2 separate regions of the Rattus norvegicus genome follow, and region 2 is linked to region 1. A link is a contact called in public Hi-C data. All regions are on one chromosome and are shown on one strand. Each heading gives the region's core, a stretch centred on a gene start, on an enhancer-like site or on the middle of the called end of the contact. The rest is flanking DNA. Distances are from core to core; before and after follow the strand shown. Region 1 has its middle 26 kb from the start of Tmigd3. Region 2 overlaps Tmigd3 (transmembrane and immunoglobulin domain containing 3).

Region 1 (6,947 bases), core at 1,646-4,145:
CTATGTTCTCATGAGTCGCTAGATTCCCCCCATGAGTCTATCCTGAAGAGTCATCTGCAACTTTGGGGTTATTGAAACAAATGTTAATGGGATTTACCAAACAGTTGAAATGTGAAGCTGATGTGAGAATTTTTTTTTTTTAGGTCTCCAAAGTTTGAACATCAATGAAATAACATACCTAAAAAAAAATCTGGAAACAAATTTAGTGTCTAAAACACAAAAGCTGATTAAGTTAAATGTTGATTATTAGATAACCATTGGTAATCACAGTTGTGAGGTCAGCAAAGAGGCTCAGTAAAGATGGTGTCACATAAGCCTGGTGCTGTGAGGTTTGATTCTCAGAACCCATGTGTCTTAGTCAGGGTTTCTGTTCCTGCACAAACATCATGACCAAGAAGCAAATCGGAGAGGAAAGGGTTTATTCAGCTTACACATCCACATTGTTCATCATCAAAGGAAGTCAGGACTGGAACCCAAGCAGGTCAGGAAGCAGGAGCTGATGCAGAGGTCACAGAGGGATGTTTCTTACTGCTTTGCTTCCCCTGGCTTGCTCAGCCTGCTTTCTTATAGAACCCAAGACCACCAGTCCAGGGATGGTACCACCCACAATGGGCCCTCCCCTCTTGATCACTAATTGAGAAAACGCCTTACAACTGGGTCTCATGGAGGCATTTCCTCAACTGAGGCTCCTTTCTCTGTGAAAACTCCAGCTGGTGTCAAGTTGACACACAAATCCAGTACCTGCTAAAGGTAGCAGGAGAGAACCGATTCCACAAAGTTGTTCTATAACCTCCACACACAACAATAGTAAATAAAAATAATAAAACAATCATGATTGAATATGTTTTCAATATAACAGTGAAAAATGGTATATAATTTCATGCATTTAGAAATGAGTTTAACTGTGTCAAATGACTAAGTCTGTGCCCATGGAAAGACCAGAAGGAAATATCCATAAAATGTTAGTGTGTGGCCAGGTGTGATGGCAAGTGTCTTTAGTCTCAGCAGAGGCAGGTGGATTATTGAGGTCAAGACCAGAGGTAGCAAGTTTCAAGACACCCCGGGATATGTAGCAAAACCTGGTCTCAAAAAAGAAAAAAAAAGTCATGCATGAGGCTTGAAAGTATAGTTAATTTTGGGAAGGGTCCTATTGCAGGGTCCTGTTGTAGTTTCATTGCAAGTGTGAATTGTTTAGTTTGGAAAAGCATTTTTAAATGAAGATCTCCAATGGGAAAAATAGACTTTCCCAAGATGATTCAAATGAACCATTCATTTCCCAGGAGAATTTTCAACTGGTCTCTAGTTGGTGTGCAAAAGGAAGCAGTTTTCAGAAACTAAACAGGAACCAGAAATTATGCCTCAATCAAATCTGGGGTCTGCTTTTATGTTTGTTTGTTTGTTTGTTTGTTTGTTTGTTTGTTTGTTTGTGTATCTCGAGGAGTTGCTTTCATTTTAGTTGTTAAATCATGTGGCCTTATGTCTTCCCACTCTCAGGTGAGATTAAGGTTTCTCCTTCCAAGTCGTGGCATCTGGTTTTCCACTTATGCGGGATAGGGGTGGGAGAGGGACAGGAGATAAGCATTAGACTGACACCAGCCCCCACTGCAGGGGCAAGTCAAGCAGAACAGCACTGAATCACCTAACTTTGTCTCTGTTTTAAAGTTAGCCCCTGAAGTTCCTGGTTTTGCGCTAAAGGAGAAGGCAGACAGCTGGTGATCAGATCCTGTCTTCCCCATGATCTAATATCACCTTTCTCAGAGGACATTCTAAAGTTTCTTTTTGTTTTCAAAATTCTTCTTGTAGTCATATCACAATAAGAGTCCCGTATGCTTCTTAGCCCTAGTTCCGTGCACAGGTACTTTTTTGCTCCCTCCCTCCCTCCCTCCCTCCTTCCTTTTCTCTTGTTGTGATGTCTTAGCTCTTATAGAAGCAGAGTGACCCTGTATGCTGGTCTCCACGAAACCAGACCATTAGACAAGAACTCAGGGCTTACCCCACTCCACTCTTTTTCTGTTTAGAAACACAAGAAACAGGAATCATCTCCTGAGTCACCAGGACAGGCACGCGGTTCTCAGAGGCGAAGCTGATCCTGATGAGGCAGCACTCAGCAGATGTCTCAGTAGCATCTCAACTGCACCGTTAACTTCAAGTTAAAGGTTTAGGCAAAAGCTACATTCTAGAAAGCTCAGCGAGGGCTCGAGGGCTTGTGGGATGGCTCAGCAGGTAAAGGCATTTCCTGCTTATCTTCTCTACCTGACTTTAGTCCCCAGAACCCACAGGGTAGAAGGAGAGGCTCACCTTACAGAAGTTCTCCTCTGACCTTCACATATGTGACACACACACACACACACACACACACACACACACACACACAGGCGTGGAGGGAGAGGAGGGAGAGAGAGAGGGAGAGAGGGGAAGATAGTCATTTTTAAAAGCTCAGCAAACAAAACAATGCAAAAGAAATTAAATTTGGTCCCAATTCTTGATACTAAGATACCATAAATCTAAGAATGGGCTGGCCTGGAGAAATACCATTTTGGCTTAGCAGCCTTGTAGCAACTTAGAGAATTCCAAACTCCAAGACTCAGAAGTTGGACGCAGAAGAAGGTTATCAGTGAATGCCTTGTCCAGCTGAGATTTACTAGACAGCCCAGTATTAGCAGTTCCCAAGGGGCCTGGGCTTAGCTTGAGTCAGTCAGGGTGTGATAGGCCACAGCGCTGATCTCACCTATGCAGGCCAACCCAGTTCTTTGCCCCCTCCACCCCCTCAGCCTGCTGTCAGTCACCCCTACCGCCCCCACCCCTGCCTGCAGTCACCTCCTCTCTGCTATTTACCCACCACACAGCCAGCTGTGGAAGCACGGTGACTCATTTGCCACTTAGGTATTTTGGGTTCATTACTCTTCAGCCACTTTACTGAGAAGAGCCACTCCCAATGGTGCCAAAATAGAGAGGAGAGGAAGTAGGGCCAGCAGATGGGAGGGGGTGGGGCAGAAATTCAAGGACTGCTGTGGAAAAGGTCAACGGAGGTGCTGTTGTCAATGCCAGCACTCCGAGCAAGGCCACTCCAAAAGCAACAATGGAAAGGAAGCAGGGCTTTGATTAAAACTTCATTGAGAGGCCTGGACACGCAGCCCCAAGTTCTCAACAACAGAAATGATGTGTTCAGGAATCCAGGGGAAGCGTCATTGCTCCTTGGGAATATTTTTAAGTAACCACACCCAAGCTGTGTTGACTTGGCCAAGAACAGGGTGGAAGGCACAATTACAGGACAGTTAAGCACTGCCTAACAGCACACAATCTGACCATTCGCCCTACTCTCTGACCCCTGCTTCCAAAATGTGTATGTTCCTTTAGCTCATCCATCTAGACGCGTTCTGTAGACTGGCGCTGGTATGGAGTGGCTGCTGTTTGGAACAGGCAGATACTGATTCCATCCTGAACAGTAGGGACCGGAGTTTACAGCTCAATAGTAGAGTGCTTGTCTAGTTTGCCTTAGGTCCAATTCCTAGCAACCACAAAGCAAACAAAACCTAGAAACGACAGGTCAGGTCCTCCAGAAGGATTTGGAGTATACATTTGAAAGGCTTCAGAATATATAGTAAAAATCACTCTCCTTAGGAATGGACCATTCATGGTGCTTCTGCTGCAAACCTGCCTTGTTCTAGCTCCAGTCTCTTTGGAACAAATATTGAATTATTATTTGTGATATTTGTCATCTGATGGCAGTTTAAGGCTTGCAAAATGAATGCGAACCCACTGGGGATATCAATTCCTTTCTAATTATGCATTCTTCTATCAGACAAATATTCTCCCAAATACTAATGCTAGAGCTCTGGTCAGGTCCAAAGCTGGGGCATGGGGCTAGAGGCTGCTTCTGAGAAGTGATTCCAGAATTCAGCTGAACTCTTGAATTCCGAGAGGAAGGAGCTATTGGAGGCAGCTTATGCTGAATTTTGAGGTTATTGACTTGGGGCTCTTGCTTCCTTCTTATGAGGCTGGGATGTTCACGATGTAGAGAGTACATAAAGCTGCTAAAAGGAACCGCTTTACTGGAAAGTGAAACACAAAGCAGGGTGCAAATGAAGCCAAGAATTTGGTGGACCAGAAGGAAGATCTAGGCTTTTGATGGCTCATGCCTTTACAGTCCAGGCAACAAGACATTAGTACCAGGCAGATCATATCCTTTTAATTGATAAAAATAATAACACCATGCCTTTAAAAATTAAAAAAGATCACTTTCAAATAACCTTAGGAGTAAATCATGGGCTAGAAATAGAGCGCAGTGGTAGAGGGCGTGTTTAGATCACAAAGCTCTAGGTTCAAAACTCAGGGGGAACAAAAGAACTTCAGCACAAAACCAAAATACCTGGATTTATTTTGTTTTATTTTATTTTTACACTGGGCCTCATTTTGTAGCCTTGGCTGGCCTGGAATCCCTTCCAGGGATAAGCCAGACTGGCCTTGAACTCACAGAGATCTACCTGTCTCTGTCAACAAAGCACAATGCTAAGTAGCTTCAGGTATCATCATAATTGACAAATGAAGAAACAAATCATAACTAAAATTAGAAAATGTGTACAGTGGCAAATAACAAATAAAAATATGTTTCCAGGTTCTACTGAAGAAGATTCTTTAGAAAATAAAAGAAAATCAGAGATTGAAGAGGTAAGTATTGAGCCCAAGATAAAGGGATAACAGCGAGCACAGAGGAAGGCAGAGGGAGGCAGTAACAAGAGAAGTCCAAATTCAAATAAAATCAAAATACGTTATAATAGAAGCTGTCAAGCAAACAAAGGTTGGCACATAAAAGACTAATAAAATTGAGATGAATTAAAAAGGAAAAGCATTATACACACACGTATATATAATAGAATTTATAAAATAAGAAGGTTATAAACTTCACACAGGTAAATTACATGAAATACCCAGTTCCTTAGAAAAATGAAACTTACCAAAATGGACTCAAGAAGAAATAGAAAATCTAATTTAAGAACTACGGCTATTTTTAAGCAGTTGTACTGGTAACTTAAGATCTAACTACAAAACAAAATAAATAAAAACAAAGCATTCAAGGGCCTAAGAAATCTGTAATTAAATGCAGCCGAATGCCTAGGAAAAAGTTCCCCACAGTTTTATAAATTTACTCCATCACATAAAGAAGCAGAGAGAATGACCACAATTTTTCGTATGATACTGGTAGACTCTTGGTACCAAAGGAAAAAGAAGAAAAGTTATAGACCCATCTCTCATTTAATGCAGATGCTAAAGTCCTAAATAAAACTAGGGAAAATAAAATCTAGCAATGAATCAGAATTAACATTTGTTTCAAACTTATCTCACAACACAATTATCTCAAATTCACAATTTCCTTGAAGAAGGAAAAATATTGGTCATTTCAATGTATGGAGAGAAACATTTTCTGAAATTAAATTCACATTGGATATTATCATTGTACTTATAGAAGAAACATCCTTAGCTTTTCTCATTGCTGCTCCTTAACTGAGGACTTTATCCACTGTCACTTGCCTCAAAGCGCTCTTCTAATTGCTTCTTCCCTACCCCACCTGACACACTCTGCCAGTGGCCAGGTGATTTCTAGAGCAATGAGAATGGATCCAGAGATCATAGGTCACAGAGTCTGACACCTGAGTGTTCATTCGATCAGATTTGTCAGGGAGAGGGCGGTGAATCCAAGGGAATGGATGCATTTCCAACTTACTGCTTGTGTGGACAGTGATGCTGAGAACCTTGCACAAAGAGTAGCAGGGTGACGGGCAAAGATGATCTGTTTAACCTGATACTTGTTATCGTTGATGTAGAAAGAGTTTTTGGTTGGACACAATGACCTGAAGGTATAGGTGATATGCAGAATTAGTTTGTTTGATAGGATGTCACCAAAGGAAGCCCATAAATAAAAAAGAAAGCCCGTAAACAGGCCAGGCAGCACCAAAAGCTGAAAGCAAAGGATCTCGCCAAAGAATAAAGCGAGGCCAGCAAGTCAGCTCAGTTGGTAATGCGTCTACCTCTCAAGCACAAGGACCTGAGTTTGGAACTTCAGAATACATGCAAAAAGCTGGTGTTCGGGTGTGGAGCCTGTCAGCCCAGCATGGTCTGGTATGGACAGGCAACACCCCAAAGTTCATTTGTGAGCAAGCATAGCTTAATAAATGAGCTTCAGGCTAAGTGAAAGGTCTTTTCTCAAAAAATAAAGGAAAGACACCCAGGGTTAACCTCTGACCTCCACATGCATTTGCGCCTGAGGGTGGGCACACAGTCACACATAAGAAGCATAGATACCATATGTACACACATCATAATGCATGCATACACACATACACACATTCACATGTACACAGAGAAATACATGAAAAGTGGAGAAAGAGCCAAAAGGAAAGAAATGTCAAGGAGGAAGTTTCTAAAGTTCTAACTAAAATGAAAATGAAAGGTCATTCAGGGAGAATGAGGTCAGGCAGAGGTAATTAGTGAACTTGGAGAACAACTTTATCAGCAAAAGGGCACATTTCACAGATTGTTGCAGCCTTTTGAGTGGGTTGGGGGTGAGCATGCAGACAGCTATAAGGGGCAGAGACATTGAAGGAGAAGCAACTAGAGCTAGGAGAGTGGAGGCCAGCAATTTACTTTTATTTTTAAGAGACAGGGTTTCTCTACATAGTTCCAACTGTTCTGGAGCTCTCTCTGTAGACCAGACTGAGTTAGAACTCACAGAGATCCACCTGCCTCTGTCTCCTGAGTGCTAGGCTCAAAGGCATGCACCATTTTGCCTAACTGGATTTTAATGAGAGTAGAGATTGGAATATTTATTGCCAGGAAACACCAAGCAATGGGAGAAGTTGGAGGAAAAGAGTCCAGGGATCAGTTCATAGAACGAGACCTTCTTAGACATAGGCATAGTCCAAGAGACAAAGAGGGAAGGAAAGAATTCT
Region 2 (6,947 bases), core at 1,984-4,483, 66 kb after region 1:
ATGCTCGGGCCCCACATATACAGCGGAAGCTGAGCAGAAACAAAACAGGTTATAAGAACTCACTATCAACATGGCCCATGTGTTCTGTGAAAAGTCCTGCTCTGCTCTGACCAGAAAAAAGTACTAAAAGTTCACTAACCTGGTTGTTTAAATATAGGAAAGGAAACAGATGCTGGCTGGGCGGAAGTGGGTTGGGGGTGGGGCTTGAAGCCTAACCTCTGCTGATTTGCTGTGGGGCCTTTCCGTTTTTTACCCTGGGCTGTACCTCCCTCAGAATTCGCCTTCTCTGCAAGCTCCTCCTCATGATTGACAAGAGAGAGTTATTTTTAAGCCGATCTTTGTGACTTCCTTTTGGCTTGTGTCCTCTGCTTCCTTGGTAGTCCAATTCTGGCACAGTCTGACAGGCCGTGGGAGGCGAGGGCTGTCTTTGTATGGGCAAATGGCAAAGGCTGAGTGGGGAGCCCAAAGGTGCTGACTCTGTCAGGCTGAACACAAACCCCCGACCCAGCTCCTGAGCCGACAGTGCAGAGGAGTCCCAGCTTCAGGCCTAAATCTTAATCTCAGTGTGTGGACGTAGCCCGTAGCATCCACTTTGGAATCCTCTGATTCTATCCACAGTGTCCAGATAAATATAGGGATGCCACCGTGTCTTCAACTGGTCTGTCTTCTGAGGAACTCCCCTTTCTGAAACCAGGCTGGGCTGCCCTCTGAGTCTCCGAGGGCACCCGTCCTGTCCTCTCATCTGACTGGGTTCCTGGGGAGTGTGTCTGGCCAGGTGCACCCCCAGCACCCTCAGACTGTGTGGCTCACGAGTCAGCAACCTGTCTCAGCCTCTTCACTCTCCATAACAAAGGAGGTGAGTGGAGATCACTGTGGCTCTTGGGGATGGGGGATGGCCTCCTCAGAGTTCCTGCTGATCCCTTTTACTTCCTCTAGACTTCAGTATACAGTAGAGACCCTGAAGTGCAGCTGGTGCCCAATAATGCGGGTCTGTGGCTTCTTGTTCAATGGCTGGTCATGTCCTGGAAGGGCCTCCTCCTTAGTCTTCTCTGGAGATGGATATGGTCCCCCAGCTCCTATCACATCACAGAGCCACACCCTCTTCTGATTTCAAAGATTTCTTTCTGGCTCATCATACATGCAGGCTGAGGCCTGGGAGGGAATACTTTAGAAATTAGCACTATCTTGCCAAGGCCCAAGAGAACACAGCTCAGGTCTTAGTGGGTAGGAGTCTTGGTTGAGTAGCCCCTGTGAAATCAGGCAGAATAAGCTAGTCTGTGTCTTTCCACAGTAACCCACATGGGACGCTTAGAAAATTCTTTCTAATTCAGAGTCCGTGTCAAGAGATATTCGGTTTTTGAGATTCCTCCCCTGCAGACAAAGAGCTGGCTTTGCACTAACTTTCTGTTGAGCTCAAGCTTCTGACGCTCAACTTCAGCTACTGTAGAACTAAAGAAAATCCGACTCTCAATGTTGCAGTTGGATTAATTGATCTGCTCCAGGCAGACAGGCACAGTGGTCAGAGATGTGAATGCCTAGGGTCACCTGACTCTGGCAGCTGCTAGCCAAGCCTTGGGCAAGCTACTTAACCTTTAAGGAAGGGGACGTGGTGCTGTGTGTGCATGACCATGAGTCCCTCCTACCTGCACCCTCACTGACTTGCCGTGGGTGGGGCAGTCACCGCACCTGCTTCCTCTTTGGGTCTTTCCTGTCATCTGTGAAATGAGAGCCACTTCAGCTTTGCCACATCTGACATCTAAATGGTATTTAGGAGAGCGACAGCATGGCGTCTTTGATTTGGTTAGGGAATGGCAGAGTTTATCTTCTGTAAGTGGAAGGCGAGGAGGATTGTGAGGTAGCCCTTTAAAAATGTTTATTAATTCTTTGAGGGTCACACACACATACACACACATACACTTACACATAGTCACACACTCACAGTCACATACACTCACACACACGCTCACAAACACACACACTCACAAACACACACCCTTACACACAATGCATTTGATCATATTCATGTCCTACTCCTCCCCCTAACTTCTCCCAAGTGTACTCCCATCCCCCAACCCCTCCTAATTTCATACCCTTTAGAAAAGTATTTTTATAACCCATTGAGTCTACTCCTCAGTGTCCATATATTAGAGTGTGGATCCACCCACTGTAGTGTGGTTGACCTTCCAGGGGCCGTGCCCTTAAAGAAAACTGACTTTCCCTCTCCTAGGACATGTCCCCTGCTTGACTGTAGGTTTCTGGAGCAACCTCCCCTTAGGCCAGCCTTCCGGCAGTTCCTTGTAGCCCCACCCAGCCAGCAGCTGCTCTTGCATCCCTGCAGATGTTTCCAGTTTGCAGATTGCTTGGGGTTCTCGTCAGTCATTTGTTCCATTTGCTCAGAAACAACAGCCAGCATTCTTGTCAGGAAGTGAGAGAGTGCCAACCTCAGGATGACACAAAAGGCCCCAGTCATGGGTAGACAGAGATGGGGTAGGGGGTGGAAAGGACCAGTGACGGGACCATCTGCAGTGACCTAGACTTCTGCTGGCCTCTGCTGCAACCATGGTCACTGAAACAGCATCTATCTGGCTTCCCTCTGGGAGGGCCCAGCACGGGTCAGTTGAATCATCTTGGAGGGCCCAGGTCAGAAAGAGGCATTCTCCTAAAGGCCCGGGAGTGACTAGAGAGTCTGGCTCTGAGGACAAAACATTCTGGTTCCTTGCCCCCTTCACCATCAGGATCTAGTCCAGCGTTAATGAAAGGTTAGAGGGTGTTTGGTATTCGGGATCAAGAGCAAACACAATAAATGCGCAATAAATCTCAAGTTGTGTGCTGTGCGGTTCACTTTTGTCAAGTAGCTGTTTTGGCAGGAGGTGACCATAATAATAATCAACCTTCACACCCTGCCCAGAAGGTGGCCTTTTTATAGCACTGAAGAGTGCCAAGCGCTCTGCCAGGCCCTCCAGAGTGAGTGACAGGTGAGACACAGAAACTGTGACTGTGGTTCTGAATAGAGCTGGCTCTTGCGATAGCCAGGCTTCACCTGCGTCAACCGAGAGGCCTCAGCAGCTGCGGGGCCTCCATCCTGCCTGTCTAGGAACTGCCTGCAGTCAGAGCCCCCACCCCTCCCCCACGGTTGGCCTTCTCCATGGCTCACAAAGGGTGTGTGTGTTGGGGGGGGGGGGGATGTCATTTTGCTGAACTCTGGCGCAAGCTTCTTCATGCTGTCAAGTTACTCACTTCCTGGCAAGTAGAAAAGATAGGAGAAGGCGTCACCGCCTTCCTGCCATCGCCTTCGGGTCCAGTTTCTGAAGCTAGGAAAATCAACAGAGGATTTGGAGCAAAAAGCTTCTTCAACAAAAGATGAGAGATAGGTACCAAGGAAAGCCAAATCGAGACAGTTCCCGCCTTCCGGTCCTCAGCAAGCCTACAGCCCACGGTTCACAGAGGGTCCGTAGGTATGGAAATACTTTCTGTTGGTTAGGCATCCGCCAAGCACCTCACGCTGGCTGGGTGCCAATGAGGTTCACATTGAGCATGGGTGCAGGACTCTAGTAACTACCAGAGTGGGCCAGACCCTGCTCCAGCCGTTTGGTCCTTTTCCCTTCACTCAGGCCCCAGAGAATAATCTCCCTCCTTCCCCAAAGAGGAATTTAAGACATGGAAGATTGGGCAATGTGGCCAGTGTTATCCACTTAGAAACAGGGCTCACAAAATGAGAAGGACGTGGCACGTTGAACTTCTGAGTCACACGCTGGCAGCCAGCCCATATTGATTTCTTCTCGGGCTGGGCCTCAGGGCATAAATACAGTGGGACAGGCCTGACACCCGGAGGCAGAAAGCAAAGCGTGCACACGGACTGGACTGTGCAGTGGAGTGGGACTGGCTCTCGGCAGGCACTGAGTCTGAGGATTCTGGCACAGGCTTGAAGGTGCTGCCAATAGGAGGTGATGCGACTGGTGGGTACATAAGCCTGGATGGACGGGACAGGGAGACTGGCCACAAAGCACACATGCGTGAGTCACTGTTTGAGTGGGTGGTCCTAGGGTGTCCACCTGAGGGTTCAGTGAGGTGGGCACCAGAATGAGAAAGAAGCTCAATGCCAGGAAACCTGATTACATTCCAGTTTTGAGCTTGAACCAACCACTTTGGGCACCAGCCTCCTCTCATGTTCAGTTCTGCTTCTAATACACGTGTGCCCTAAAATCTCACGGTGAACATTGATTTGTGACAAGGAAAGTGATTAGCAACAGGCCAGGTGAAGCCACTAACTGCCAAGAGCAGTTCTGGTCTTACAGAAGAATCAGGAAAATGAGAACAGGGCTGTACATACAATAACGAGTGAGTTCTGCCAGTGAGGGCCATGGCAACATCCCGGATACTTCTGGGCATCAGTACCCCAAGTTCTGTATTGAGTCCTCTCCAAGACACTCACTTAAAATGACAGAGCTTTGTGACGTTTTGATTCACTTTGTAACCTTGGCAGTCCACTCTGGCTTTGAATTCACAGAGATCAAGCTGTCCCAGCCTCCCAACTTCTGGGATTACAGGCATGTGTACTGTATCTGGCTGGATATTTTATTTTTACAATTACACAGATTCCTATGGTGCATAGGAAATAACAACAACAATGTCCGTTCTATGTACTCTTTTTTTTTTTTTTTTTTTTTTCTGGAGCTGGGGACCGAACCCAGGGCCTTGCACTTGCTAGGCAAGCGCTCTACCACTGAGCTAAATCCCCAACCCCGTTCTATGTACTCTTTATTTGTGACTTGCATTCTTCCCAAAAGCATGTGCTCGTAAAAAAAAAAAAAAAAAAGAACAGAAAAAGAACAGAGCATAACAATTAAGATACCAGAGCCAGGGCTGGAGGTTTGACTCAGTGGTTAAAAGCAATTGCCACTTGGGATGGTTTGAATAAAAATGGCCCCCTTAGGCTCACAGGGGAGTGGCACTATTAGGAAGTGTGGCATTGTTGGAGTGGGTGTGGCTTTGTTGGAGGAAATGTGTCATTGGGGATGGGGGGGGGGGGGAGTTGAGGTCTCAGAAGCTCAAGCCAGGCCCGGTGACTCACGGTCTCTTCCTGCTGCCTGCTGATCCAGATGTAGAACTTTCAGCTACTATTCCAGCACCATGTCTGCCTGCATACTGCCATGCTTCCCACCATGATGGATAAAACCACTGAACTGTAAACCAGCCCAATTAAATGTTTTCCTTATAAGAGTTGCCGTGGTCATGGTGTCTCTTCCCCCGCAATCGAAACCTTAAGACACCGCTCTTTCAGAGGACCCGAGTTCAGTCACCAGCCCTCACACCAGGTGGTTCTGAATGCCTTGTAACTCCAGCTGCAAGTGTTCTGATGATGACTTCTGGCCGCTCATACTTAAAAAAAATAAATAAGTTTACAAGGACATTAGGAGCCTGAAGTTGAGATGGTGCATGTAGCTTTTCTAGAAAGTCTTTTTTTAAGTGAACCATGGTTGCCGAGACAAGCCTGGCTTGGGCTGACCCACTCTGAGTCTCTTGGCTGCCCCCTGCAGAAGCAACTTATACTACTGAGCTGATGAACAGAGCAGGAGAGGTATTTAGAAAAGCAATATCCTTCCCAGAAGTAGACTCCTCAGGGAAATTGACCTCTTAAACTTCTGTATAAGCAATAACAATATAGCATCTTGAATCATGAGGAGATGCTGAGAGAGTCTGTATGAGAATAGCTTTAATGAAAAGCGAAGGGAAACAAAGTTGTTGGGGAGAACCCTACTGCAGTAAGTGATGCTGTTTCCTATGCTGTCTGACCATGGACTAGCTGCAGGGGTGTGGGGTGGAGAGGGTTGAGGGAGGATCGGCTGGCTGCCCTCCACTACCCTGCAGCCTAATGGGAGAAGCCAGAAGCCAGAAAACTGACAAAAAAAAAAATACCCTGGTTTCAGTAGCTGGCCCAACCCATGGATCACCCACACCCATTCGGATACTGAAGAGTTTCTGCCCAATGGTAGTTTAGGTTTGGTATAATTGATTTGGCCTATTCTGAACTAATGCAGTAGTTCTGAAGTAACTAATGCGGGTTCAGTTCCTGGTTCCACCACTTGCTGGTGGAAAGTCACCTCTCACAAGGCCTTGGTTTCCTCGTCTGTGAAATGAGTAAGCTGCACTTTCGACTAAGTTTGGCACGTGATTGTAAGTGACAGGTATAAAACACCAAGGACGGAGCCTGACCCATGGCAGGGTTCACACACGCGTGATAGAGGGAGTAAGTGGGGAAGACATGTCATCAAAGTAGTAGAGGTTCCTGGTTTCTTGCTATATCGGAGAATGTACCCAACTCATTTAAGGGTAGAGTGGGTTAAGAAGAAGCAGACCAAGGCACAACCCCACTATAATCATCTACGACTGGCGGTGCTCTATCCCAGGTTCGTTCCAGCACCGTCTAGTTGGTGTTTACATAAAGGTCACTGAAAGTGACATCAGGAGCCACAGTTGACCTGTGTGGAATCAGAGGATGAGCCTCAGAGACTTGAGTGAAAAATACCACGATGGGTAATTGAAGGCCTGAGGCAGGATTGAGGGGGCTGGGATATGAAGAAGCTCACAGAAGTTTGCATAAGTCATGGGCTTTGAAAGGATGCTCTCTTGAAAAGGTCAGGACAGTAATCAGAGGGTCCTGTGCCCCACAGGAGGATGGGTTAGGGATTGGAGGGTAACAGGGGAAGGACCAACAATGCACAACCTAGTGAGACCTCCTTTCAGCAGACATCTTATGGTAGCAGAGCCCTGTCCTTAAGTCAGGAGACCAGATTGGGCTGGTTCCCAGTGCAGAACGTGCTCTTTACCAGAACAGACTTAAGCCGATTCCTCCTCTGTTTGGTAAGAGTAATTGTTCCTGCTTTGTGGAGCAAAGAGCACAACTTTTTTGTTAGGAGGTTCATGCTGCTTGCCAGCCTTCTTGAGTC

The links. A called contact is a pair of places that touch in the nucleus more often than the background predicts.
Region 2: a contact with region 1 is called in a Hi-C map of psoas muscle, with 2.3 times the contacts expected there. The contact joins two enhancer-like sites.

The regions. Positions count from the first base shown.
Region 1 is chr2:195,997,751-196,004,697 of GRCr8, forward strand. No RefSeq gene overlaps it. Among named protein-coding and RNA genes, the nearest start is that of Tmigd3, 26 kb to the right of the region's middle. Within about 2 kb of position 2,896, at least 27 of the 93 cell types and tissues checked have an H3K27ac peak or open chromatin away from gene starts, as enhancers often do.
Region 2 is chr2:196,063,593-196,070,539 of GRCr8, forward strand. The region is part of intron 1 of Tmigd3 (transmembrane and immunoglobulin domain containing 3); the gene reads left to right. It also overlaps the pseudogene Sub1-ps4. Among named protein-coding and RNA genes, the nearest start is that of Adora3, 10 kb to the right of the region's middle. Within about 2 kb of position 3,234, at least 63 of the 93 cell types and tissues checked have an H3K27ac peak or open chromatin away from gene starts, as enhancers often do.